Regions from separate parts of the Macaca mulatta genome. Here region 2 is linked to region 1. Evidence: chromatin contacts called from public Hi-C data. All regions are on one chromosome and are shown on one strand. The core of a region is the stretch at or near the end of the contact, and the rest is flanking DNA. Distances in the headings are between cores, read along the strand shown. Region 1 has its middle 100 kb from the start of NGF. Region 2 has its middle 48 kb from the start of TSPAN2.

What was found. Hi-C and Micro-C count contacts between places; a contact is called where the count stands out from the background.
Region 2: a Hi-C map of fibroblasts shows a contact between it and region 1, with 2.4 times the contacts expected there. The contact joins two enhancer-like sites. A contact is called at or near these places in 2 of 14 Hi-C or Micro-C datasets (fibroblasts and liver).

The regions. Positions count from the first base shown.
Region 1 is chr1:125,031,393-125,038,554 of T2T-MMU8v2.0, reverse strand. No RefSeq gene overlaps it. Among named protein-coding and RNA genes, the nearest start is that of NGF, 100 kb to the right of the region's middle. Within about 2 kb of position 4,309, at least 1 of the 40 cell types and tissues checked has an H3K27ac peak or open chromatin away from gene starts, as enhancers often do.
Region 2 is chr1:125,126,855-125,133,341 of T2T-MMU8v2.0, reverse strand. No RefSeq gene overlaps it. Among named protein-coding and RNA genes, the nearest start is that of TSPAN2, 48 kb to the left of the region's middle. Within about 2 kb of position 4,516, at least 3 of the 40 cell types and tissues checked have an H3K27ac peak or open chromatin away from gene starts, as enhancers often do.

The DNA of each region.
Region 1 (7,162 bases), core at 3,060-5,559:
GGTCTTGACTCCTCGCTCAGCAGGGTCTGGGATGTTTCACAGACTGTGCTGTAGTTAGGACTGAAATGGCATTTACATCTCTGGGCTCAGAAATCGTGTCTAAAAGAAAACAGCCATCGCCACTAACATGTTGTAGTTTTATAATTTATGGAGCATTTGTGCTTTATACCTCGTGCCTGTAGCTCCTGATTGGTTCTTAAGTTTCCTGAGCCAAAGTCTGTGAGTCTTTTCAACTATAAATATTACAGTTTTCAATAAAGGCTAAAGTTTTCAAATACTTGTCAAATTACTTTGGTTCTTTTGCCCTTGAAGGAGCAAAATAATGCGGTTCTAAGCATTATCTTTCTCATCTCTAAAAGGAGGTAATACTGACCTTGCCTGATGTACATGGATGTTGTAAAGATCAGATGAAAGGCATGTAAATTGGTGTTGGAAGCTCTAAAGTCCTAAAACCATGTAAACTAATGTAAACTTACAGTTATTTAAATGCATGTATATAGCTTCCTGTGCAATGCAAATACTTCACTGTCCATCTATGAAATGTATCTGTCCCTCTCTGATACACCGTAGTAACTGCGATTGCTCACATTCACGTAGCAACAAATGGTGTATTGTTTCATGTTATCTAAACTATTAATTGAACTCTTATTGTTATTTAACATTTCATGTAATAATAATACTTTCTTTTTCAATTGTATTATAAGTGCCATCCTGGTGGAAACTGAATTTTAAACCATTTCTAGATCCTGTCTGGTGTCACATGTGGCTTGCCTAGGTTAAGAATTCTTTAAAGGGGGCAACTTTCCCAAGCTTCCCATTCTTGGCACAGAGCTTTCACAGGAAATGTCAGTGGAGTCCATTTCAAGTATTTATTAACAACTTTCAAGAAAAATCACTTTATGCTGAATCGAATACAATAAGGGATACAAGAAAATGAGTTGATAGGAACTGAACCCCCACCATGGAAAGAACCAGGTAGAATTTTTCAAGCAGCTAACTCAAGAGCATGGTGAGTATATATGTGTGTGTGTATATACCGAAATCATACATGTTAGATAAAAGAAAACCAAAGTAGTAGAATAGTTCTGATTCTGGCATTTATTACCAAAAAAACATGCTCTATAGAGTATTAGTGAGATCCTGAGCCAGGCGTGATTAAGGAGAGTTTTTCTAGCGAATTGAGTTTTAGGCCTCTACCTCTGTTGTCCTCTTCTGGGTGTCAAGTTGATTCAGAACAGTACATACGTCGCTTTCTTTCTTTGATTAATCACAGAGCTTCACACTGACTGTGGAGAAGGCTCATTCTCTACCTATGAGTGGTTTATTTATTTATTTATTTGCTCTGTTGCCAAGGCTGGAGTGCAGTGATCCTCCCATCTCAGCCTCCTGAGTAGCTAGGACTATAGACGTGCACCACCACACCTGGCTAATTTTCAAATTTTTTATATAAAACGGTCCTCAGGATCTCACTATGTTGATCTCAAACTCCTGGCCTCAAGTAATCCTCCCACTTCAGCTTCCCAAAGTGCTGGGAATGTAAGTGTAAGCCACCACGCCTGGCCTTATGAATGGTTTAAGGTACAGAATTGTCATCCCTCTGATTACTTCAATATTTATTCTGATCTTGCTATTTATTGTGTGCAATAAATTGTGTGCAATGCTGGACTTTCTTTGTCTTTTTTTGTAAGTTTTGTAGGGTATTACAGAATCCCTGCTTTCTTTGGCCTATGGCAGTTGAGAATTTATAAGATTCCATAAGAGAACAAATTTAGGACTGATGATGCTAACTTCATCATGCTCCATCACATATGGTTACTTCTGGTGCACTCTCAAACTCTTCCTCTCCACCTGCTGAAGTAGGCTGAGCTTTTGTCGTTTAACAATTTCATATCTGCTGCACATCTTGCACGCAAAACTTCATTTGTAAATTTTGTTAATGTGGTTCCTACTTTGGCTTAATGACCTCTATTTTATTGTCCGTCCTGCACAGAATTAACATTAAGACAACACAAAAGAGGGAGGTGAGTTTTCGTTCTCCCGGACCTTTCCTTTTCTGTCCCTTTCTTCCCTGGCATGGGACGAGGATCAACGGTCACTCCTTCAGGTAGCCTGTGGGCTCGTGCAGCCTCTTTCAGATAACAGTCTGCAGTTTATGGCAGCTTTTCTTGTAAAATAAACTCTCAGCTAGCTGTCACAGAGAAAAGGTAGTCACCCCCAATGTAGGCTCTAGGTAAAATCATGTCCTTTCAGGAAGAAAAGGCAAAAGAACCTGAGCACTGCACCGTTATGCTTCAAATTATTAGGTAATAAATGAGTCCTGGACACTCAGCCAAGGTAGAAGGAATAAAGCAGGATAGAAGATGTCAGAAGGAAATGTGTCTTGAGGAACGAGATGGGGATCGAAGTGGGTGCCCGGGATTGATTGCGTAAATAAAAGAAAGACTTCAGCCCAGGGAGGAAGACAGAAGATAGTGTGGTGCTGTGGGATATATGTGTCTTTGGAGATTATACATACATACATACACACACAATATACTGTGGATATATTTATAATCTCCATAACATATTTTATATGTTTCATATAAATAATATCCAAAGACGTGTGTGTGTGTGTGTGTGTGTGTGTGTGTGTGTGTGTGAAGGCTGCTTTAGGAGGAAGTTAAGTTTAAAAGTAGAAGGCAAAGAATTGAACATGCTGACATATTGAGTCTTTGAAGAGAAATTTAGAACTCGTATCTAACACATGGAGGGAAGACCTACCCAAGGTTAACAGAGACATGTAAGAAGAGTGTCAGAATTCCCAAACTGCCGAAGATGATCAAAGGAGACACAGGTCTACTTTTTGGATGGCTGGTGAAATGTTAATGGACAATGAAAGAAACCAGAACTACTCAAACTAATTTTGTATCCATTGTCTCCATAAAGGAGAATATCTTCCACATAGGAAAGGTGTGGACCAGTGATAAAAATGGGTAGAGGCCTGAGAGAGGTAAGGAGCTGGTGAGAGGGCCCGCAACATAGTCTTTCAATGAATTGCAATTCCCAAAGCAGATAAATTGCATCCCAGGGGCCAGATGCAATTGCAGATGTAATTATGGAATATTAAGTGCTTCAAAATTGGGGATGGGCAGATGCCTCAGCATTCAAAATGGTGGGAGAAAGTATATTCAGGAATTCAGACACCAGAAAGTTTGCTTCCATTTTGAAACAGAATGGGCAAGTGGTATGGACAGAAGCCCGTAAAAGCAGATATTCACAAGAGGATTCCTCCACCTGAGGCCCTTCACTTCCTGATGGCAAAAGAATCAGGAGATGCAATTCGGTGAGGGCAGCCCTACCTCCAAGGGAGAAGTTGAGGGCGGGAACTACCAGAAAGTATTGAGTTTACATGGCCTTTTCAGTCCAGTCCTTTAGATGTCTCCCACCTCTGAACCTTCTTTTTGGGGCTTCCTCTAAATCCTTTATCAGCCCCTTGATTTTACAGACATGAAAGCTTGGGTGCCTGGATTGGCAAGGTCTGGAGGGTAGAAGCAAACTGTCCAAGTTTACACAGCTATTAATGGCCAAGCTGGGATTAGAGCCATGTGAGATGACGTACCACCTGGGGTTCCCCCATTTATTCCCCACTTGTACTGCCTAGCATGTACTTTTAATCTGTACTTATATATCTTTTATCTCCCCAGTAAGACTGCATTCATTTTACATTGATTGATCATTTAATGTGTGCCAGGCACTGTGCTAGATGCTTTGTGAATATAAAGATGATTAAAATCTTGTTCTTGGATTTAGTGTGCTTCTAATGCCATGAGGGACTTAAGCAGACTCACAGAATAGGTAGAGTGCTATGAGATCACAGTGGAAGGGAGCATTGTGAGTTCGAGGGTCCAAAAAGACTTTACCAGGAGGCATGAACTTTCCAAGGGCAGGGAGAATACCTGACACAACTTGGTATTTTTTCCGGTCTGGAACAGCATGCTAGAAGCCAGGAGAGTGAGCTGAGACCTCAGCAGAGCTTACTGTTTTAGAATTTAGAGAACTAGCTAAACCTGTTCTTGATCTCTGCTCTGAAGGATGCTAGGGACCAATACATTTTCCTTTCTCCTTCCTCTCCTTCTCTCTCTCTCTCTCTCTTTTTTCCCTCCACGTCACTCAATTCTCCTGGGCTCCTCTTCAAAGATTTAATGAACTTTGGAGCCAGGATATATCACAAGCTGGGAACAGAAAGGCCAATGAATCACACCAGGAAGCCGTGAGTTTCCACCCCTTGCACTGGCTCTGAGGCTGGACTGCACCCAAGGCTGCCTGCAGGAATGAAAGGAAGTTATGGGGTGGAAAGCATTGCATCTTGGGGCCTTCTCTCTGAGACAGCATGGAAGCATCCACAGCCCAGTGAGGAAATTCAGAGAAAGAAACGAAACCAATGACACGGATATTAGGAACACATTCTTTCCCACTGAGCCTTGCTCCCTGGAGTGCAGGCCTATGGGGTGGTTTGTAACAGAGGCAGCTCTCTGGGTGCCTAGACTGGCAAGAACTGAAATTTGGCCTGAGACTACACCAGGTTCCAGATTCCAGTGGTGAGCTCCAGGATCCTGTGGGGATAGTCTGCTGTGGGCTCTGCCACCAAGGCCAGGCACTCATTAATCTGTACTGGGTATCTGCAACAGGAGCCTGGTCTGAAGTAGGTAAAGTTGGGAAGGACAGAGCCATGAGAGTCATTAGGTTTTGAAAAGTCAGCTTTATTATTCTCTTATTAGGTTGACCTAAGTGCACAAAGCCAATTTTCCAAAACTAAGAAGGACTTCATGTTACTGATAGGTGGGTTGGAATATAGAGCCTCTAAAGCTCTTTTCATCTGAATAATTCCATAAGACGGACTTTGAAAGAGCCCATGTATCCTCTGCTTTTTCTTTGTCATGATGTTATCGGTCTCATTTACTAGGTGGGTGACCTTTGGCTCTTGCCTTTTCTGGATGTCCTATCTTCAAACGTAAAATAGGCCTAATACTTTTCTACTGCTCTAGGTTGTCTTGAAAACTACATGAAGTAATATATATAAAAGTGCATGGTTAAAATTCACAGAGGCTTAATAAACATAAAATGTGTTCTCTTCCTTCCTCTCTGTGCTCTCGGTCCTCAATAACTCAGAAGGAGACTGATGCAGGCAAGCATAATAAACCGAAACCAGTTTTGTGCAACAGTGAAGTTGCCAGTGAAAATGCATTAAGAAGACCCTCCTTGCCCTACCCTAGACAAAAATTTTATCTCCCAAGTCCTGTGATAATGTCTGTGATAATGCCTAATGTGGTACCATTAGTCATTGTGTGTGTCAGATGGTCATATTATACATATTAGTCATTAAAACCTTAGTATAAAATAATTTTAAAATCAGAGCTTCTTAAGGTTGGAGATCATTTTGTCCAACTCTCACCACCCCCCTCAAAGAATTATTTTGGTAAATTTCCTGATAGTCATCTAGACTCTTCTTGAATGATTCCAGTGATAAAGAGCTCACTACTTTATGAGACAGCCCATTCATTGTGGTACAGCTGAAGTTGATTAGATATTCTTTTTTAAGTTGAAATAAATCTCCCTTCTCAAAATTTTCTGTCTTTGGTCTGAGTTCTGTAAAATAGACCAAGCAGAGGTAAATCTGCTGCCTCATTCATCTGACAGCACTTTAAATCATTAAAAATAGTGATCTTCTCTTTTTCAGCCCCCATCACTTGGTTTATCTGATTTTTTTCTCATGTAATAGAGTTTCTAGATCTTTTAGATCCTTTATAATCCCAGTCGCTCTTCTCTGAGGATGCCCACGTTTTCCAGCATTCTCAACTTATGGCACCTGAACACTACCCCAGGATGGTTCTGACAGTGTAGTGAATGGGAGGTTATAATCTCCCTTGGTCTGGATTTAGGCTGATAGTATTACAGAGGGTTTTTGTTTGTTCGTCTAATCAGATTACATGGTTGTTTAATATTTAGTGTCTAATAAATTAATACCTCAAGATATTTCTATAGGAGTTGCTATCAACTTATGCATTCCCCTGATTAGACTATTATATTAAGCAATTTAATGTTTTAGTTCTAAATGCAGATAATTTTATTCTTAGTTAAAAGCTCTCTCTCTTTCCCCATTTGTTTCAGGCCATTGCTTTGTCTGTTTACTGGATCTTAACTTGTCAATCCACCCACTAGTGGTTCCTCCCAGCTTTGTGTCATCTATAATTTTAACTAAGCAGGTCCAATGACAGAGCCCTTCAGCCCAACACTAAAGGCTTTATTAAAACTGGCACATATCCATCATCCCTGAGTAAGATTGCTGAACTGCAAAATTATTTAATAGTTCTCTCATTGAGGCTACAACCTTGAGAATTCCCAAGCTTGGCCATTTCCAGTCATTCAGTTAGTAAGTGAAAGTTTATTTGTTAATCTGGGTGGGGTTCTTAAAATGCATATACTTGGCAGAAAATGTTAATTGGTATGAGGTTTCTGGATGCCTACAATGCCACTTACCCAGGTGGAGTGATGCAGAAATTATTATTCTAACCCAGGGGCAAAATATTCATTCGTTGACTATGAGGAACATCGGGAAATGCACATGAGAAATTATTGACTTGTCTTGATGTCTCAGAACATTAAGGAAGAGCTGACTAGACCTAATTCTGCTAGTAAAAGGATTCCTCACCCACCCAAGGATGTCCAATCTTCAAGGGATTCTCTGTTTTCACTTTGTTCCTTTCATCAGCAATTACATGAGCAGCTTCTGCTGTTGTGAGGAACTGCTAAGAAAATCAAGGATTTGGTGATTGGGGAAGGAGGAAGTATTGTCATTAGGAGGAAACCTAAAACTTGGCAAAGGAAGCTTTGAACATTGGCCTCCATGGTGAGAGGAGTGGACCTGGGAGTGAGGCCTGGTATCAGGGATAGGTCAGAGGGAGGAAGGGGTTGTTTATATAAATATTTTCCTGAGACCATAGGCTTAGCTTGGTCATCTGGGTTGGTTTTTGCCTCTATCAACTGGTATATATTCTTGTAGGGGGATGAGCATGACGCAGTCATCACTCTCAAGTTTGATCCAAGATATTTGGAATCCCTCAGCATACCAGCCTCCTATGGAAACATTTGCCAACCTATCAGGGATATGGAAGACACAAACTTT
Region 2 (6,487 bases), core at 3,267-5,766, 95 kb before region 1:
CAGAGAGCCGTTCAGTGCTAAGGAAGGGACAGAAAAAGTCGTTATCTGTCAATGCAGAACATTAGGTGGAAATGTACAAAGTCCCACTATCGAGGGCCTGAGGGCTACTGCAGATCTAGAGCCAGCTTCTGCGTGCTGCTCCCACCCCGCAATGCCAGGCCTTTTGGCTTTCTCTGGGTGCCTGGGTCCTTGCATCCTTCAAGAAACCCCCACGACAAGAGGAAAGATTGGTTAGTCTCAGTCTTATGCAAACAGAATTTATGCTAGCCTAAGTCATTTCTTAGAGACCTGGAGAATGAAAGTCAGTGGAATGTCCCCAGGCACACACACATGTGAGTATCTCAGTGTAAATGGATCTGCAGACTCCACCGCAACCCAGAAGTCCTGTGAGTGCCGGGCAAGCATGGCGGGGAGGGGGAGGTGGGGCGAGTGCCAAGAGCGGGGAGACCGAGGGATCAGGGAGGAAAGCTGCCTCCGCTTCCTGGAGAGTCTAGTTGGAAGAACTCATGGGTCACAGCAGTAGAAAGTGCTTCTTTTAGTTTCCTTTAGGATGTAGATGCCATTTAAAGTCAAACTATTTCCTAATACTGGTGCCCAGAAAATGATTCACTAGAGAATGCTGATGTTGTTTTCTGTGCCCGACAAGAGGCAGTGTGATGCTGTTTCAGAGCAGAGGATATTGACCCAAAGGGCAGTAACTCTGCGCTGTCCCCAAAGGCCGTTTCTGGGCAGTGTTTATCTTTTGTCTGTCTGAGACTCTCCGTGTGGCTGACTCTTCATCGTGATTCTTTGAATGCCTGTAACGTGTGTCATCTACACGTATTCTTTTGGCACCCACCACCTACAGTTTTGGTTACTTCCCTTAGAGGCTCGTGTTTGTGTCTGGGGGTGTCTTGCTTTCGTTGCTTCCCCAGACCCTGGATCCATACTCAGGAGTCCCTGCTCCGACACTCTGTGTTGTGTGAACTGTGACAAGCCACGAATGTCCCCACACTTCTATTTCCTCACCTGTAAGATGGGAATGATGACATCTGATGACAAGCAACAATGGCCAACTTATCTAACAGAAATGAAGGTCCAATGCCAATGTTGGAGAAAGCTTTGTAAATTCTGATTTGTAGTGTTCAGTGAGAAACTGATAACATTTTCTTCTTGTAAGGACTGTACTTCATAGATTTTTAATGGCTGTCTCAAATCACCACCCCAAGATAACACACTGCTGAGCAAATAGGAGGAGCTCAATAAATAATTGTAGAATGTGATCATCGTTGTTCTCATCTTTACAAATTCTTTATTAATGCCGTTTTGTTGCTGCCAGAGAACTCATTGTCTTCCCATGCTGACATTAGATAAGTCTGGGACACTCATGAACATGGGAAGACATCAGAAAGTTACATAACTGACCAGTAGAGAATAAACATCAGTTACACAAAAAGGGTAAGTGCATTTTGGAGGTTAGAAAAAGTGATGAATGAGTAATTGAGATAGGAAAGTGCTTTGTGGAAACAGCTTTAAGATACAGATAGAGGCAGGTGGGGTTGGGGAAGCTGCTTTTATCTAATTAATCTAAGAAGCCCTTCCAGAGGAAGTGGGTTTTCAGGAGCAGGTAGACAAGAGGGCAGAATGGGCTTGGTGAACAGGTGCCCAGGGAACAGTCCAGACACATGAGTGTCCTCCGTAGGCTGTGGGGGCAAGATACCTTCAGGGTGGTTTGCCCCTCTTGACAGCTTGGAATGGCTAGAGGGGTGTGTGTGTGTGTGCGTGTGTGTGTGTGTATAGACATAGGGAAGAGGAGGGCAAGGGACAGATAAGAAGGGTAGGAGAGAGGAAAGGGGGACCTGCTGGGGGTGATGAAGAAAATGTAAGACTGATAACCTTCAGGTGTGAGATGTTTTGGAGGAGCCCTGTAGAGATTTCTTTACACTATCCGATAAAGTTGTCCTCAGCTTCTTTGTTTGGATTTGGCACTTGGAAATGGGGCTAGTTTAAAATCAGAGGGAGGGATAAGGTTAGGAATGTGGGCAGGGTAAAGAAACCAGGTCCCAAAATCCATATAACAATTTACAGACCTCACGCCATTTTAGTTTAGACTTGGCCTAGCACCATTTGGTTTGAAGGTTTATCATTAAATAGCTTTTATTTACTTGCTTCTCATTGTGAAAAATTGTTGAAACACCCAGGTTCCTATTTGTTCTAGGCCTCAGAAGTGAGTAATTGATCATTAGGCATCATAACATTGGTCCAGGACTTCTGAATGCGCACTTTCACTTAAAGTGAGACAGAGGACGGGCCTCCCCTCTGTCTAAGCCAAACAGCTCAGTGTCACTTTCTGGCTTCACCTATTTCCATGGATCCTGCAGCCCAGACATGATCTCATCAAGGCCACTCCTTAGAAGGAAGTGGGGAAGCACAGGACTATTCTGTCTCATTTTCCAAACAGAGAAACTGAGGCACTGAGCAATGAGAGAAGCTTAGTAAGGATGAGATAATGAGCTAGCTGCAGGGCTGAGAACAAACTGGGCTTTGGCTCAGAGTGGCTGCTATCTAGTACTCTGTGTGTGTAGGTGTGTGTGCACACGTGCACACTCGCACGTTCCCTCTGATCCTAAATCTTCCAAAGGGACACCCTGAAGATGACACAGTTTAAAAAGGGACCCCATTTTGCAAGACAGAATGTGTGACAATGAGCTAGTTATAGAACCTCTGTAAGTCCAGTGTCCTCACCTGTAAATAGGGAATAATAGTATCCATCTTTACAGTATTGTAATGAGTCATTAAGGTTAGTAATGAATCTGAATATCAGGATCTAATTTCTGACCCCCAGCAAACACATGAGCCACCTGATGACAGCGCCCACTTCGTGGAGTTTATGTACTGACCTGACACCATTCTTGGTTACCTGGTTCAGTGGTGGAACCACTGACCCGGTCAGCCTGGAGACCAGCTAATCTAACCTGCATCTGTATTCTATTAAATTTACTTTCCTAAGTATGTTATTTCAGTGGGGGAGGAAGCTAACTTTGAGTGCCTACTATGTGCTGGGCAATTTTCTAGGTGCTCTATGTAAATGATCCTATTGAATCCTTCTCGTAGTCTTGTGACAGGTGTTACCAAACCAAGGGTTTGCATTCCCTAAGAAATAGTTTAACTGAGTGTCCTGAACAGAGAGTGGTAGAGGGAAACAAAACTGACATTTTAAGAATCCAAATTGAAAAGATCACAAAGCTGAATGCCGGCAAGACAAAACTCCCTCTCTCATGCCCATTAACTCAACTCATTGCAAGACATTGTCTTGGTAGCCATTTCATGAGGTTGGTCATACCCTTCTTCTTGCGGCTCCCTCTTTTCTGGCTTCAGCTCTTTTCTTGTTCTCTTTCCACCTCAATCTCCTTAGTCTCCATGGGGACTGCTCTTTCTCTGATTGCCTCTTCAACATGAGCTTTCCCTTAGGGTCTGTCCTCAGCTCTTTTCTCTCTTCATGTTGAATGCTTACCTTGAGAGAGCTTTTCCCTTCCAATGCCATAGGTCACTGCCAACTGCCAGATCAGTTCCCAGTGCTTCAGACCCAACAGTCAATTACCAGTTACCTCCCAGAATTTCCTCTTGGTGTCCCTGGCAAGCATATGCAATTCTGCATGTTCAGAATTGAACTTACCATCTCTCTTCTTAACCCGCTCCTTCTCCTTTACTCCTAGCTTGACGAATGACATCACCATCAAGCTAGCCTCCCAAACTGGAGCTGAGTTAGTCGAGTCCCCTCTCCACTAACAGTGGAGACCCTTCTATTTCCTTTACCCTCCACACCCAATCTGCGCCAAGTCCTGCTGACCTTCTTTCCTTCGCATCTGTTCCCCCTTGCCGTTCCCTCATCTTGATCCTAATTTAGGCCTTCGTTTTTAAACTTGGCATCTATTTTGCTTCCCTGCAGTTCAGCTGCTGCTCCCTTTACCAGAGTGATCCTTTTATAAATCTGCAAAATTGATTGATGCCTCTGTGGCTTCCTGTCATCTTTAGAATGAAGGCCAGGCTCTCCATGATCTCCCCCTGTACACCCCTCTCCAGCTTCCTTTCTGGCCATGACCCCCACCTTCTTTATCTCCAGGTGGCGTCAGAACATCTCCAGCTTGTGCTAATGCCCACCCCCCACTTGTCTGTCCAGCAAACATCTCCTCAGCATGAGGGTCAGCTCTCTTGGGAAGACCTTCCTGGCCCATCCACCCCTTCTGCCTTTGCAAGCCTGCATCCTTGGCGCACACGCCTGCCCTGACTCGTCCCATCCCCTCAGTCTGGCCATAAACCTCTTGGGAGTGGCGATCATGCCTATTCACACGTCCCCCTGGTGTTTATCATAGTGTTTAGCACATAGTGGGAATTCCACCAGTGCTCGTTGACTGAATGACTGAAGCAGGGTAATGGAAAATTCAAGTCCATGCTGATCTATTAATACCTGGACCTGAGGGGTGGTGAGCGCTCGTTCCCCCCGCTAGAGGGCACTCTGGTCGTGTGCTTCACTGGAGGCCGCCAGCAGTGTGGCTCCACCTGGGAGCCTTGTGAAACCAGCTAGGTTCCCGTTGCTGGCAGCTTGAGCCAAGCTGCACAGGCACACTTAGGCTCAGGCCAGTCCCTTAACAGGCGCCATCATTCTCTTCACACAGATCCTTTGTTTCTCTCCTTGCCTTACCCTCACTTCACCTCACCTCATGCTCCCCCTGGAGGTACACAACCTTCACCTATGGCAGATTCAGAACTTTTCCTACTTCCTTTAGTGGTAGCCAATAATATCTGAAATAACTTCAGTTAAGACCCTAATTAGTGTCCATTGCTGAGAGTGACTTCCTGCTGCTCAGATAGTTGTGACTTACCACTGCTTTTAATACCTTTGAGTGACGTGGCACAGTGATGTGTCCTGGTGGTGGGGATATTTTTGATGGGAAGGATGGGATTGCCCTAGAGACCCTCAAGTCACCCCACACAGTGGCCTTCCTAGGAGTGCTCGGCCTCGCCTGTCGTGCTAAGGGCACGCGTCCATCGGCGTTCTACTCACAACATGCCTATTTATGGGAGTGTGGTGGGGCCTCGGAAAGTTAGTGTCCAGTTTTGAACAGGGTTGTACTTTTTATTTTTTTTTTTGAAGAAAATGTGGTAAAAAGTAATGCATTTTTCAGCTTCATTCATAAAGCTTCTTTTTCATGGAGTTCCACGGTCTTATGTGTTGTGAAACCACGCTTGAATTATTGTGGATAATTACTATTATCCACATCGGAGTGCTGGGGCTCTGGGAGCTGTGCCATTGGAGGGTCAGTTGAAGAAATGGGGGTGGTGTAGACTGGAGAAGAAAAGACATTAGAGAAGTATGACAGCTTCCTGACATGCAGATGCTTCTATTTGCATCAACATGTTATAAAGAATTTTAAAAATAAGTGTTGTCAATACTAAAGAAGCTCCTGGGATCTGTTTTGTAGAGTAGAATCTGGGGAGAGGGGTAAGAGAGGAAACAATAGAAAATTAAAAAGCAAGAGAGGCTGAGAGTATCTACCATCATTAGTTGTGCAGGATAGGGGTGGGGGTCTTGTGGAGAAAGGCTGCAGCCTACTTTCGGGCTTGGTTGGGAATGGTCAGAAGAGGGAGAGTTTTGGGAGCCTCTACACTGAGTAGGAGATCCAAAGAGAAACATGAGGAAAGAGGACCGTAAGAGGATGATTGCTTTTTCGTTATTTTTGAGAACTCCCAGCATGTTTTGAATTGCATTTTCACCTACTCTAGGTTGTTAGACTCTTATTTGAATGAGATTGTGTTGAGACAGGAATACATGGAACGCTGGGATTACCTGGGTTAAATGAGGAAGCATTTTTCTAATAACCAGTCAAGAGCAGGCCAGGCTTCCTCACCAGGATGAGGTGAGACCTACTGAGTTTGGATGAGCATCTGTAAGGAATGTAGGGGTGTTCTGCCCTAGGTGGAAGGCTGTGATGGCTTCTGGGATCCTTTCAATTCTGAGGTTCTATGACTTCATGAAAACAAGACATTGCTGGACAAGTTGAGTGGCCCACCTTCTTACCTGCCTATCCCACAGTCTGAAGTGGCATTTATGAAAAGCTGGGAACACAGAAGGAGATGATGGGTCTCCAGTGTATGGCAAACAGTTCTTTTCTGGCAGCTAATTTAGCTCTTGGAGACTCCAGTTCCCACCAAAACACTGAAGGATCATCCTGTAGTTTGGGGCACACAATCAGAATGTTAAATAAAAATGCAAGTGGTTAGTTTTACATCTGCTGGGGACATTCCATGGCCAGCTACATAGAAGTCTAGGCATTCTATGTCTCTAGCCCTAGGAGCTGGGGATACAAACGTCAGTGAGACATCGCTCTTATTCTTGAGGCATTCATCATCTGTGAAAGAGAGAGCCATGGAAACCAGTGATTACAATCCAGTGTCCCAGCATGGATAGAAATATGCATAAGGAGGGGGCTATGGGAGGAGAGGACAG